Regions from separate parts of the Xenopus tropicalis genome. Here region 1 is linked to region 2. The links are chromatin contacts, called in public Hi-C maps. All regions are on one chromosome and are shown on one strand. Each heading gives the region's core, a stretch centred on a gene start, on an enhancer-like site or on the middle of the called end of the contact. The rest is flanking DNA. Distances are from core to core; before and after follow the strand shown. Region 1 has its middle 27 kb from the start of kcna1. Region 2 has its middle 54 kb from the start of kcna5.

Region 1 (7,047 bases), core at 782-3,281, 150 kb after region 2:
GTACTTGCACTGCAATGCAAATCAGATACGGTTGCACTGAAAATGTCCTGTTGGATCCGTTTCCAGCATTCTGTGTGCAAGTGACATATGTCCCCTATTCCTACAGTGAACCTGTGCTGCATTGCCATAGGCTGCTGTCAGAAGTGGCAGTGGCACCGAGCGCAATGATATACAAGTGCAAGGAATGCATAATGATGACATTTAATGAATGGGATTTTCCACAACTGCTTGTGTGCTAGCTGTTGTAAATGACCCCTTTTGTCTTTTGGATATCTGGTACCCAAACTGGCCAAGCAACGTACCCTTTTAGAGTTGTTACCTGGTCACATATGTGACTGCTTCATTCCTTTATAGTTCCACGTGTAGCTGGATTAGTGGTCTGAGATATAAACAGTGCCAAACAGAAAAGATGCCATTCAGCCCTGAGAAAATTGGGGTCAATGGTCTTAAACCACTGACAATATCTGTCATATTTGTAATCCAGTAAAATTTAGGAAGGTTTGGTTGAGTCAAGACTCTTTACCTCTTTTTTAAAAGGGATGTAAGCCTCCCATAAAACTCTTTTGTGCCCCCTAGCTCTCCAAAGTAGATCTGTGAAAAAAGGGGATATATCACTTTCTTAACAGTGTAGCTCCCCCTACATGGTGTTGGACTATGACTCCCAGCATTCTGCTCCATGTTACCAAAGGTTTAAGGGGGGTGCTGTAGTACAGCAACCCCAAAGAACTATTCTTAAAGCAGCGCCAAACAATAAAAGATTTTCCTAGTCCTCCAGGCCCAGGGGCTCCACTCATGCAGATGGATCCTCCAATGACAGCTCGATTCCTCTGCTTGGTTTCATACAATTAGTACTAAACACATTGCCCGCCAACCCAGCTGTGCTTTATAAAACAACGTGTCTATAGAAAGTCCTAAGTGGGGTAGTTGGGGAGGCGAGAGGGTTCTGGAGGGCAGCCCAGTTATTACTATGTTTTTTCCCCGTTTTTTTCAAGCAAAATACATAAAGAAATAGAATATCCATTATAGGTAAAAATTGCAGATCAAATATTGTAAAAGAGACCAAGTGCACCAGGACTTGCCTGTGGAAGGGTTAATGAAACACTGTGTATCATATTAAAAATTCAAATACCAATTTATGGATTTAAAAAAAAAACACTGCTGGCTTGACTCAGTACAATGGATGAGTCCATCTGTGGGTTCTTCTCATTTTGGAATGAATAGAGCATAACAATGAAACCACGGCAGCAGAAAGAGGGGGGGGGGGGGAATCAAAGGCTCATACTCCAGGCAGGAGAATAGATTTACTGCAAAAGTGAAATAAAGCAAAAATAAATCAATCAATAAAATAATAATTATTTAAAATGCACACGTTATGTTTTTAACAGGCAAGGTCACATTATTCCTTATGGTCTGTATATTCTCCACCCCATGTATTTTGCACCTTAAGGGTTTTTTTCTTTATATAAATAGCTGCTCAAGTCCTCAGAGAAAAGGCATGGTCTATATATAGTAACAGCGTACGGGAGAGGGGAGGTGTCATGTGATCATCATTGACATCACTTATTGTGGAAGGAAGAGAGGGGTTTCCCAATGAGATGAATGTAATGAGAAATCGATGGTGATAATGTTACATACACCTCTTTATTGCCTGGGGTTCCATATGTCAAATTCAGGTGATTTCAACCTGGTGCAAAAATATAAAGGAAAAATTAGACTATTATAAAGGCAATTTGGAGATTTTGCAAATAACCCCCAAGATTTTTAGTGGTTTTACCCTATTAATGGGTTATGTTAACATTTTTTTTTAAGCGTGGCACCTGCTAATACAGCAGCCATTAATCATGTGGGGAAAATGGCGTAAGTGCCCTTTTAATAGGTCTCCTTTGTTACCGCATTTCACACCTGTGTTCGCACCTTGGGCAACAAACCAAACCAACAGCAGCAACATGAGAAGAGCCCTGCTAACTAAGCAGTATGGGGCCATGTGAGTGTTTCCTTACGACAGCCCTACTTAACCCTCTGGCAGCCGGTTAGCACATAAGAACCTGAGGTGTCCCTAGTGGTGGCTTTGGGTAGGTTCATTGGAATAAGGAGCTCAAGACTCACTGGAGGTCAAGCCAATTTGTACCTCCAATATTGGCTGTACACAGTAAGAGTTGACAAGGTCACCAAACAAGCAAATGCTTCCCCCTTGGGTGCTAATGAGATATCTATCACATTGCAATGAAGGGGATGGGAAAAGATGGAATGAGGACATCAATTAGCTGATGTGGTCCTTGATCCATCGAAAAATAAAGCCTGTCCAATTGACACCTGGCCAATTTTCACCCAGATATTGGTTGGGGAGGCCAGTCGGAGTAGCCCCATAAGCTGCCGGGTCTTAAAGGCCCGAATTGGCAGCTGAAATCTGCCCGTGTATGTCTGTGCTAAGCCCTGCTGGGCTTAGTCTGTTGTTTAGTAGGGGAAGGTTAAGACCCAGCATCAGTATACTCCAGCCTGGTTCTGACCCAGCATCAGTATATTCCAGCCTGGTTCTGACCCAGTATCAGTATATTCCAGCCTGGTTCTGACCCAGTATCAGTATACTTCAGCCTGGTTCTGACCCAGCATCAGTATACTTCAGCCTGGTTCTGACCCAGCATCAATATATTCCAGCCTAGTTCTGACCCAGTGTCAGTATACTCCAGCCTGGTTCTGACCCAGCATCAATATATTCCAGCCTAGTTCTGACCCAGCATCAATATACTCCAGCCTGGTTCTGACCCAGCATCAGTATACTCCAGCCTGGTTCTGACCCAGCATCAGTATATTCCAGCCTGGTTCTGACCCAGCATCAGTATATTCCAGCCTGGTTCTGACCCAGTATCAGTATATTCCAGCCTGGTTCTGACCCAGTATCAGTATATTCCAGCCTGGTTCTGACCCAGTATCAGTATATTCCAGCCTGGTTCTGACCCAGTATCAGTATATTCCAGCCTGGTTCTGACCCAGTATCAGTATATTCCAGCCTGGTTCTGACCCAGTATCAGTATATTCCAGCCTGGTTCTGACCCAGTATCAGTATACTTCAGCCTGGTTCTGACCCAGTATCAGTATACTTCAGCCTGGTTCTGACCCAGTATCAGTATACTTCAGCCTGGTTCTGACCCAGCATCAGTATACTCCAGCCTGGTTCTGACCCAGCATCAGTATTTTTCCGCCTAGTTCTGACCCAGCACAGTATACTCCAGCCTGGTTCTGACCCAGTGTCAGTATACTCCAGCCTGGTTCTGACCCAGCATCAGTATACTCCAGCCTGGTTCTGACCCAGCATCAGTATATTCCAGCCTAGTTCTGACCCAGCATCAGTATACTCCAGCCTGGTTCTGACCCAGTGTCAGTATACTCCAGCCTGGTTCTGACCCAGCATCAGTATACTCCAGCCTGGTTCTGACCCAGCATCAGTATACTCCAGCCTGGTTCTGACCCAGCATCAGTATACTCCAGCCTGGTTCTGACCCAGCATCAGTATACTCCAGCCTGGTTCTGACCCAGCATCAGTATACTCCAGCCTTTGCATTGCAGATGGGATTGGGAAGCTGAGGCAGTGCAAATTGCTTCTGGGGAGCTGAGATCTGCATCATAAATTCCATGACACAAAGGAAAGCCTGCTATACAAACCAGAACGGATTGCTGTGCCTTGGTGTAGGAATGATTACTGCATACATCGTGGGGGCGGCTATTGCATGAGCGTGTTCGTCTAGCGCCAAAGGGAGAGGTGCTTATACACAGCCATGCTGGGCACATGAATGTATGGGTGATTAACTGCCTATAATGTATGTAGAAATGCTAATATCCAGAGAAACACTATACTTTGCATACAATCAGCTATAGCAGGCTTGCTGGGTCACAGCTTGGCCAGGCCCCTCCTTAGCCTATAACATGGCACAGAGATCGGCCTAATAATCCCCTGCTACAGGTCCAGGTATAACCGGGCTGTTGATCTGCTGCTTTCATTCCCATAGTACAGAAACCTTATAATGCAATAAACCCAAAAATAAAGCTGCCCCACTGCACCCCTTGTTCTTTAAACCTGACAAAAAAACATAATTACACATGGAAAATAATTAATCAATGAGAATTCTATTGACCAAAAAAAGTCATAATATATGCAAGTGAGCTGACCAATAAGAATGCTGATTACCAGCACTGTGGCTGCCATCTTGCTCTTCAGTTTCCTATCAGGTTATACTAGTTCCTGTTCTACAGTGAGTGTGCTGAGTGCTACATACTCTACTCCACCACAGCTTGGTAAAGGAGGAAGCAGGAAGTGGAAAGGATAGGTGGAGCTAGCAGGGTTTTGGGAGAAATGTTTAATAAATCATCCTGAAACACAACTTTTTTAGTACATTCCTGCAATATTTAATAATTCTAGCTTTTTACACAATAAAAAGTTTTATTATGAGGGTCCCCTTATGAATCCCTTATGGGTCCCCTTATGAATGTATACATAATTATCATATTTACACTTAAACCTTTAGGAGATAATGAAAAACATAATTACACACAGAAAACAATTTACCAATGAGAATTCTACCTAATACTTCATTATAGATACTAGAGAATTCACCAATGAGAATGCTGATTCCCAGCACTATGTCAGCCATCTTGCATTTATCTTACATACAGAGATTATTGTGCCATTTTGGAGTCATTATATGACACTGGAACCAAACATGGGGAGGAAGGTCAGACTTGTTCAGTGCTTCCAACTAGGGATGCACCGAACACACTTTTTTTGGGTTCGGCTGAACCCCAGAACTCACCCTGAAGGATTTTGTTCGCCCGGGACCATGGATTCGGCCAAAACCGAATCCTTCAAAAAAAGCCTGGATTTGGCCCGAATCCCAAACCGAATCCGGGATTCAGCGCATCCCTACTTCCAACTCCAAATTCAGGAACAAAGAACATGGAACTACAGAGGGCCCATCTGAGCTTAGAGTCTGAAGGGATTGAGGGGGAGCCACATCACTAGAGCGGAATCTCGCTGCACTAGAGCAGCCAAAAGAGCAGAGAAGCTGAGCCTGCGACTTGTGTGCCATCAGCCTGTAGAATACAACCCTGATTTTGTGACGTTACAGTTCCCAGCATGCTTAACCTTCATAATATGCTGGTATTGGCAAGTCCTTTTGAGTAAAGTGCAGTTGAACAGCGGTGTCTAAATCCCCTTTATCCATCTCTGTAGTTGCTGGACTACATTTCCCATTATGCCTCTGCACTTGATAATATGCAAAATGCTGGGTGTTATAGTGTTGCTTGGGTGAAGCAACACTACCATGAAATGTATATGTCTCCTGTGAAGATCTTTTATCAAGAAGAGAGAACCCTTAAAGTGATACTGACACGAATAAACTACTTTTCAAAATATGAATATACATAAAAAAACTACCTATAGGTCGTGTTGACGGTTTCTCGCTGACAGGTTTGCTTTTGTAAGTAATTGTTACTTGAAATTCCTAAACCAACCTGACTGTCCCTTCCCAACCTGTCAGTTATAGCTTCTAATGCTAACAGATGCAAATATTTTTATTGCAAAATTATAAAGTTCTTGCAAAGACAATGTTATGATAGATGTAAAAAAAAGATTTTTTAACACTTGCACCAGGTATGCCATTGCTACAATTACTGCCAGGCTACACAAGGTGGCACTATCAGCTCAGTGAAAGTGGCATTGAAGGAACTTTCGATTGGTACCAACAAGAATGCGGTACATTGTCAGCTGAGGAGGTGCAATAAATAACAGCAGACGTATCTGCGGGCAGAGAGGACCCCCTCCTGCACTGCCCCCACCCCATAAGAATTATGACTCACGTTTAATTTCCCTCTGAGCGTTCTGACTCTCCCATATATTCTGCTGTGTCTGCCATAATTATCTGGCGACTCCTGTGGAACCATTAGGAGTGCTCAGGAGCAATGAGCTGCGCTCAGCCTGATTCGGGTAACATAGACCTTTTCTAGCATTGATCTGCGTTGGGCGAATGTCACGTATCCTTTGCAGCGAATATTTCATTTAAAGGAAACACATTTAAGTGAATGAAGACAGAATAACACTGGCAATAGGGAGGCTCTGAAGCAGGTCTATACCATTGTTACCGGACTACAACTCCCACAATACTTCAACATCCAACTACTATTAAAACATCCTAGGAGCTGCAGCAAATGGTGATGCTGGTGAATTATTTGACAGAATATAAGACCCTTCTGGGGCTCTCCCCAGATTTCCAAAGTAGGCAACCAAACTAAAAACCCCTGTATTTAAGGATTAAGTACCCCCTACTGTAAATTATAAGGATATGAGAAGTCACTGAGGGGATCTGTGACCATATAAACGCACAAGGCTGCAGGCTGAGTTATACAGTATCACTGTATGTGTTATAAAGGATAATGTACCCCCTACTGTAAATGATGAGGATATTAGAAGTCAATGGGGAGGAATAAGGAATAATGTATCCCCACTCGTGCAATATAACCTTATTCAGTACATTTAAGGGTGCAATTACTGTGTCCCAAAGAATTTAAAGAGAAAATGACATGCAGGAGCTTCTCAGTGGCAGTCTATCATTGTGGTCAAATCACTAGGCTGGGTTAATGTGCTTCATATTTTGATGAAATTACTTGTGTATCTAATGCAGTCGCAATCAATAAGAGACTCCTTGAAGAAGGAGGATAAATTACTCAGGAAGTGATTCATGCTAAGCCAGCATCTTGTTCATTTCTGTAAAAAGGCCTCACGCGCACTGATGGCCGCCATTATAAAGCTATTCCTCCCATCTCTGCTGCAAGCCTTGCTATATGGGATGTTGCTAAACAGACATAAATAAATCATATTGCATATAGCTAATCACAAAACAGAAGAGGCAAAGGTTTCATATAGTCAGTTTCTGTAATTGTTTTAAGGGGGATTGCCTAAGCACTTTAAAGGGACTCTAAACCATACTTTACTGCACTGCTCCAGTTTTTGCTGGACTACAAATCCCAGTATACTTTAGAGCAGAAAGAAGGGTAAAA
Region 2 (7,126 bases), core at 4,457-6,956:
GGGGTGTTGTCCTGGCACCCTGGGAGTTACACCCCTAAAAGTACCTTTTTGCTATACAACAAATCCTAAGATCAATCTTCATGGTTAAGAATCACTGGAACCCCTTTGTTCTGTTCTTTATACTGTCACAGCACCTAGCACCTAGTCACAGCACCTAAAGTTACAGTTCCAGCAAGGGCTCAAGGAGACAGGCGCACAATATAACAAAGCCTTACTATTAAGTAGATGTATTTTTGAAGGGAAATCATTCACCCCCCATTCAGTACTGCATCTTTTCAGCACCCAAGAAACAAAGGATGGTTCCAGTCACAGAAAAAATGTAATGGCATACTGCTCACACTTTGGGGCATATTTACTAAAAGTTGTTTATTTTTGTTTTAAAAACTCACATAAACTCCTGAGAGTTTTTTTATTAAGAAAAATTTGATCAATGATATATTTATTAACACAATAAAATTTCTCGAAAATAAAATAGAGAATTTTAAACAGATGTGTATTTCTTTGAAACAGAAAACAATAATGCATTTAACATCCCCTTAAAATTGGGTAAAAAAGAAAACAATAATGTATTTAACTTCCCCTTGAATTAAGCTTCCCCTTCAAACTGTGTGAAATAGAAAACAGTGATGGGATAAACTTACCCTTGAAACTGTGAGAAATAGAAAACAATGATGGGATTATTTTCCCCTTGAAAGTGTGTGAAATAGAAAACAATAATGTGTTTAACTTCCCCTTGAAATTGTGTGAAATAGAAAACAATGATGGAATTAACTTCCCCTTGAACGTGTAAAATAGAAAACAATTATGCATACAACTTCCCCTTGAAAATGTGTCAAGAACAGGCTGTCAGTGGTTCTAGGCATCTTAAACCTTTACATTACGTTTTATAAATCTAGAATTTTTAGAGAAAAATAACCAGTTTTTTAAAACTCACAAAATTTGATCAATGATGTATTTATTAATAGTCGCTGATCATACAAAAGTTTCCTGAACAATATGCACATTTTTGTAAAAGTTTAATTACATTTTCAAGAATATAATAGTGAAATTAAAACAGCAATTAATTTCCATGAATCCTCTTTATTTTTCCCAAATAAGAACTTCTCCAGCAGCCATTTTAGGAGGAAACAATAAGTTTCACTTGAAACTGTGTGAAACAAAAAACAATGATGGGGTTAACTTCTCCTTGAAAGTGTGTCAAAGACAGGCTGTCACTGACTATTCTATTTCTCTACTATTCTAAGCCTTCATAGGACTCAAAACGTTTGTGGTTTTGAAAAGAAGTCTCAAAATTTTTGAGAAAATACTCATAATTATCTTGAAGTTTTCGAAAAAAAAATTAAACATTCGTATACAGGTATGGGATCCCTTATTTGGAAACCCATTATCCAGTTCCGAATTACGGAAAGCCTGTCTCCCATAGACTCCATTTTAATCAAATAATTCAGATTTTTAAGATTGATTTTCTTTTTCTCTGTAATAATAACACGGTACCTTGTACTTGATCCCAACTTAGATATAATTACCCCTTATTGGAGGCAAAACAGTCCTATTGGGTTTGATTAATGGTTTATTGTTTTTTTAGTAGACTTAAGGTATGGAGATCTAAATTACGGAAAGACCCCTTATCCGGAATACCCTTGGTCCCGAGCATTCTGGATAATGGTTCCTATACCTGTACTGCCAAAAACACATCCGTACAAAACAAAGCAAAAAAAATGAACTTTTCTCACAAAACCTCAGTAAATGGAGCACGGGTGAGGGTCTTCAACTTCCCCACACAATGAACCTTTCCATTTTAACTTTTAACAAAACAGAACTCCAGGCTGTAGTTAAAATGCCTTTATAAGTAGCACTGGGCACAGAGTAGAACATTTCAAGCCCCCGTGGGAACACGATAAAGAGCCGTACAGGCTGTTCAGTGCCCAGTGCTGCTAATAAAGGCAGCTTTAGTGCAGTTTGGGATGCTGTCCGGAAGCCCAATGACCCGAGTGAAGCAAAAGGGAAGAAGGGCATGACTAAGCTAGGAGGCAACCCCCCCTTTCCCCCTCACTCTCCGGATATCCCAGTGTTACAGGCCAGGGCAGGAATAAAAGAAGGTCCCTCCCCGGATGTGAACTCACCAGATTTTCGGTGGGCAAGAGGAGCAGGAGTTGACAGCATCCCACCCTCCCTCTCCAACAGGTTGGAGTCGCAGTGTGGGGTCAAGTTTGAGCCCCAGAGGATATTAAAAAGGTGCAGTGAGTGGGTAACCGGGTAGGCCTGGGGTCCCCAGGAAGGTGGATAATCCCAGAATGGGACTTGGGTAGTAGACAGGACACAGGCTCTGGGCCTGGGCTCAGTGTCAGACCTCTTTGGAGGATATAAGTTAGTTGACTGCTGTTTAATGTTTGGATTTACAAACGGTTTAATAGTAGTTATGGTTGTTTATATATATAATTGCTAATTTATATTAAATAATTTGCAATAAATAACTGCGGCCTTCTCTCCCCAATTAAGTGTCCGTTGTTTTATTGTGGAACAGGGGGAGGGAAAGGGGGCGCAACAGGCTCGACGCTGCATTTGTCATGTAACCGGTGTTACTAAATAAGGCATTACCCCCAACATGATTTGGATTAGGATTCTCCAGGAAATAATTCAGCTGCTTCAACAGCCCTATGTATTAACAGTAATAAAACCAAGCTCACAAAAGGAAAGTTTTTATCACATTTATTTGAATAAAACTGTGATACAATCTGTTAATAAATAAAACTGTGTCATGTCACCGAAAAAAAAAGAAAAACTCAAATACCTTTAAAAGAGAAATGACACATTCCTACATTATTGTCAGTTAGGACACCCCTGACACTTGCCAGTCACTAGATTTAAATCAAAATATTAGTGTGCCTTGGTTTTATTCTTAATGCAACCACATCTTTTGGACTTTTTCTGATCAAGCACCCATTTCTGGGGCACAACATTTGGCCAACGCCCCCCCCCCTTAACCAATTAGAATGTTGCAGATTTATGTAAACATCACAGTCTCAGCCATTCAGCCATAGTTCCAGGAATATCTAGGACAGCAGATAAGTGTTCACCCCCGAATCTCACTCTGATTAATCATCGTTCTGGAAGTATCTAAGGTCACTCTACCCAAATCTGTAGTACCTTTCTCTCCAGCCAAGGCTCAGGCCCCCTTAATGGGGGACAGACTTTTTGTGATCAAGCACCCCTTTCTGAGGCACAACATTTGGCCAAGGCCCCCCTTAACCTATAAGAAGGTTGCAGATTTATGTAAACATCACAGTCTAAGCCATTCAGCCATAGTTCCACGAATATCTAGTGTTCACCCCTGAATCTCACTCTGATTAACCTTCATTCTGGGAGCATCTAAGGGCACTCTACCCAAATCTGTTGTCTTCTTTCCCCTCCAGCCAAGGCTCAGACCCCCTTAATGGGGCCAGCCCCGCAATTAGGGAACCAGTAACCAATATCATGGCCACTATCTTGTAATGTAATGTAAAATAATGTATCTTCTTCTGGCCTGCTCTCTTCAGTTAAATAGGGAAAGTTAGGTAACGCTTTCAAAGAGTGTATATTGCTTTAAGAATACATCCCAAGAGTGTGCCAATCTCTAGTCAAAAAATATATAGATAAATCATGGTTAAAGGAACAGTATGCCCTCTTTTCAGTATGATGAATAGGGCTTGTGCTGAACATACTTTTTGCCACTCATTTCTTAAGCTTAACATTGCAAACAGGGAAGTTGAAGCTACTCCATGGTCTTTGTGAAGCAGATAATTAGATTACTAGTACATGGATATTCTCCGCCTGCTTACAAAACAGACTCAACAATGAGTGAATAGGTTTTGTTGTATGCTGGTAATGTAATGATCTACCTTGCAAGACCAAACATGGAGGAGCTTCATTTTCCCTCTGTAGGATTTCAAATGATGCAGAAAGAAAAAAACTGTTTTGAAGTCGGGTTTCAGCATATAAAAAAGGTATTTATCCATACTTTTTGAAGGAATAGATTACAGTGATAGGTATATTAGGGATTTCTGTGTTGTGTAGGGCACTTTAACAAATTTTGGTTTGGATGTCGGAATTCCGCTATAATAAACTGTAATAATAATGTAATAAATTGAATTTCCCCTTATTGAAAATCATTTTTCTCCCATTTTTTATACAAAGAAATCATGGGATGTTGGCTGTTAGCCCATTAAATACTGTGTTCTTTATATCTATGTCTCAGACATTTGTGCATCCATTCCTTTTGGTTGAAATTGCTATATCGCCAACAATGGTGACAAGGAGTGTTCCCTGAAAAAGAACAGAGGAATAAAGAATGATAAGAACAATGTTAAAACCAAAGGCAATAATTAAGACAAACTATATCTGGATTGAAAAACAAAGAATATACTGTATATTGCTGTAAATATAGACAAAGCAAACCATATATTGACATCAACCAACACATTATGCCACAGCATTAGGGATGTAGCGAACATCGCCAAAAATGTTCGCGGACCCGTTCGCGGACTTTCGGCAAAACTCGCGAATATTCGCGAACTTTGCGAACCCCATAGACTTCAATGGGAAGGCGAACTTTAAAACCTAGAAAAGCCATTTCTGGCCAGAAAACTGATTTTAAAGTTGTTTAAAGGGTGCCACGACCTGGACAGTGGCATGCAGGAGGGGGATCAAGCAAAAATTTCTCTGAAAAATACTTTGTAAAAAAACCGCCAAAAAAAAAAACGCCAAAAAAAAAACCGCCAAAAAATAACGAAAGAAAAAAAAAAAACGCCCAAAAAAAAACCGCCAAAAAATAACGAAAGAAAAAAAAAAAACGCCAAAAAAAAACGCCAAAAAAACCCGCGGCGAACCCAAAATGGCGAACATCGCCAAAAGTCCGCGAATTTGCGCGAACGCGAACACCCGATGTTCGCGCGAATTAGTTCGCCGGCGAACAGTTCGCTACATCTCTACACAGCATTCAATGGAAAAATGTTGCAATGGAGGAACATGGTGAGGCATAAGTGTTCAGTGTATGCTGAAATGTGGTTAGTGCCTCACATTAACAAAATAAAAAACAGGATGTTGGGAGGATCCAGAGCAAGCAGGGTTCTCATTGGATACTCCACTAGAAAACCATGGACAATCGAAGAGAGGTTATATATGCACAGTACCGATTTAGGATGTTGATGAAATATATCTATGCCTTAACCCAGCAGCTACCAGGCTTTTTCATTTCACCATCTAAGGTCAAACCCTGGTCAGTGGCCCCCTTGGAGGTCCAGCCATGGCTCAGGTCCACCTTAGCCCTTTTAGGTATCTATGAGAGCAAAAGGCCATTCTCCCCAGTTTTCACCATAACTGTCCTTCAGAATGAGCCACCCCCATACCTCCTGCATACCCCACAGTTTCACAATGAGTGCCTCAAGCTTTGCTATGTTGGGAGTTGTAGTCTGCTGTCAATTGGTAACAATACAAAATAAAATTCAGCCAGTTTTACTGTACATTCAGGAACAATAAAGAATTTAAATGGCTGTTAAAGCCCTGCCAAGCTGGGAAGTTACTACTCATCACCTGCCTTTCAGTAGATAAAAACCTCTTTCATACACTGCAGTATTGTTTCCCCCTGGCACAGTCATACTAGACCCCCTAGGGGCCAATGAATACAGAGCCACTATAAACACAGGCATAAATCATTAACTTGTAAGCAGCACAACAGAGACACTACAAATGTAGCTCGTAAATCACACTCCAGCAGGCTTCCCCAGATAACCCTGAGCCACAAATACCTGTATCCTTGGAATGCATGATGCACATTTGCATTTGCGTCTGCTCTGTAAATTCTGCAAATAGTTTAGATTTCTACATGGAACTGGCACTGTATTCACCCTGCCATGTGTTCTGGGATATTATACATGAAACTGGCACTGTATTCACCCTGCCATGTATTCTATGGTAAATATACATGATTCATTTAGTGCCAGTTCCATGTATAACACCCCAGAACATATGGCAGGATAAATACAGTGCCAGTTCCATGTATATTTACCATAGAATACATGGCAGGGTGAATACAGTCCTTATAAAAAAACATAAAAAGTATTTTGGTTTGGGTGTAAATCAGTTTTCACTTTATTGTATAATATGTATTTGGTAGCATGATGTGTTCCTTTTGCAATGCATGCAGCTGCATGCAGAAAAAAAAAAAAATATATATATATATATATACTATATGTACTCTATGGGGCACATTTACTAATCCACGAACGTCCGAAAAGCGTCCGAATGTGCTTTTTTCGTAATGATCGGTATTTTGCGATTTTTTCGTAAATTGTCGCAACATTTTCATACCCATTACGACTTGCTCGTAAATTGTCGCAACTTTTTTGTAGCCATTACGACTTGCTTGTAAATTGTCGCAACTTTTTCGTAGCCATTACTACTTGCTCGTAAAATGTAGCGACTTTTTCGTAGCCGTCGTGCCGAGTACAAAAGTTTCGGATTCATTCAAGCTTCAGTATCGTGACTTTCCTTGGGCCAGGTTGGAGCTGCTGAGTGCCATTGAGTCCTATGGGAGGCTTCCAAAATCATGCAAAGTCGCAAAGGTTTGCCCGCCGTTTACAAGCGCTCAATACGAAAAAGTCGCGACAATATACGAGCAAGTCGTAATGGCTACAAAAAAGTCGCAACAATTTACGAAAAATCGCAAAATGTTCGTTTCCAATCCGATTTTTTCCCATTCGGGATTCGGATTCGTGGATTAGTAAATCAGCCCCTAAATGTACCTTTACACAGCAGGGCACAGTTTACACAAGACTGTCAGCTGCACATACAAGGTAAAATAAATACTGAGCACAGACCTTCCTACAGTGGAGCCAACAATTCCCAGCATTGTGTGGGTCTCGGAAAGCTGAGGTTTCAGCGGTTCAGGGTAGTCATGCAATTCAAGCATATTTTTTAGCAGAAAGCATTGTGAATATGCAAGACACAGCCCCATCAAATACCTATCTGTGTTATCCAACACATTCCCTAGCATATGGTATTTAAAGTAAACAGTAAAAAAAAATCTGTAATTTATGTCCAGTGGATAACAATTAGGTGAGCAGCAATGTGGGTGCTGGGGACAACCTAG

What was found. Hi-C and Micro-C count contacts between places; a contact is called where the count stands out from the background.
Region 1: a Hi-C map of neurula embryo shows a contact between it and region 2, with 2.8 times the contacts expected there. The contact joins two enhancer-like sites. A contact is called at or near these places in 3 of 5 Hi-C or Micro-C datasets (brain, neurula embryo and tailbud embryo).

What each region holds. Positions count from the first base shown.
Region 1 is chr3:19,220,635-19,227,681 of UCB_Xtro_10.0, forward strand. No RefSeq gene overlaps it. Among named protein-coding and RNA genes, the nearest start is that of kcna1, 27 kb to the left of the region's middle. Within about 2 kb of position 2,032, at least 2 of the 11 cell types and tissues checked have an H3K27ac peak or open chromatin away from gene starts, as enhancers often do. A contact at or near this core is called in neurula embryo, where this site is marked.
Region 2 is chr3:19,064,120-19,071,245 of UCB_Xtro_10.0, forward strand. No RefSeq gene overlaps it. Among named protein-coding and RNA genes, the nearest start is that of kcna5, 54 kb to the right of the region's middle. Within about 2 kb of position 5,707, at least 2 of the 11 cell types and tissues checked have an H3K27ac peak or open chromatin away from gene starts, as enhancers often do. A contact at or near this core is called in neurula embryo, where this site is marked.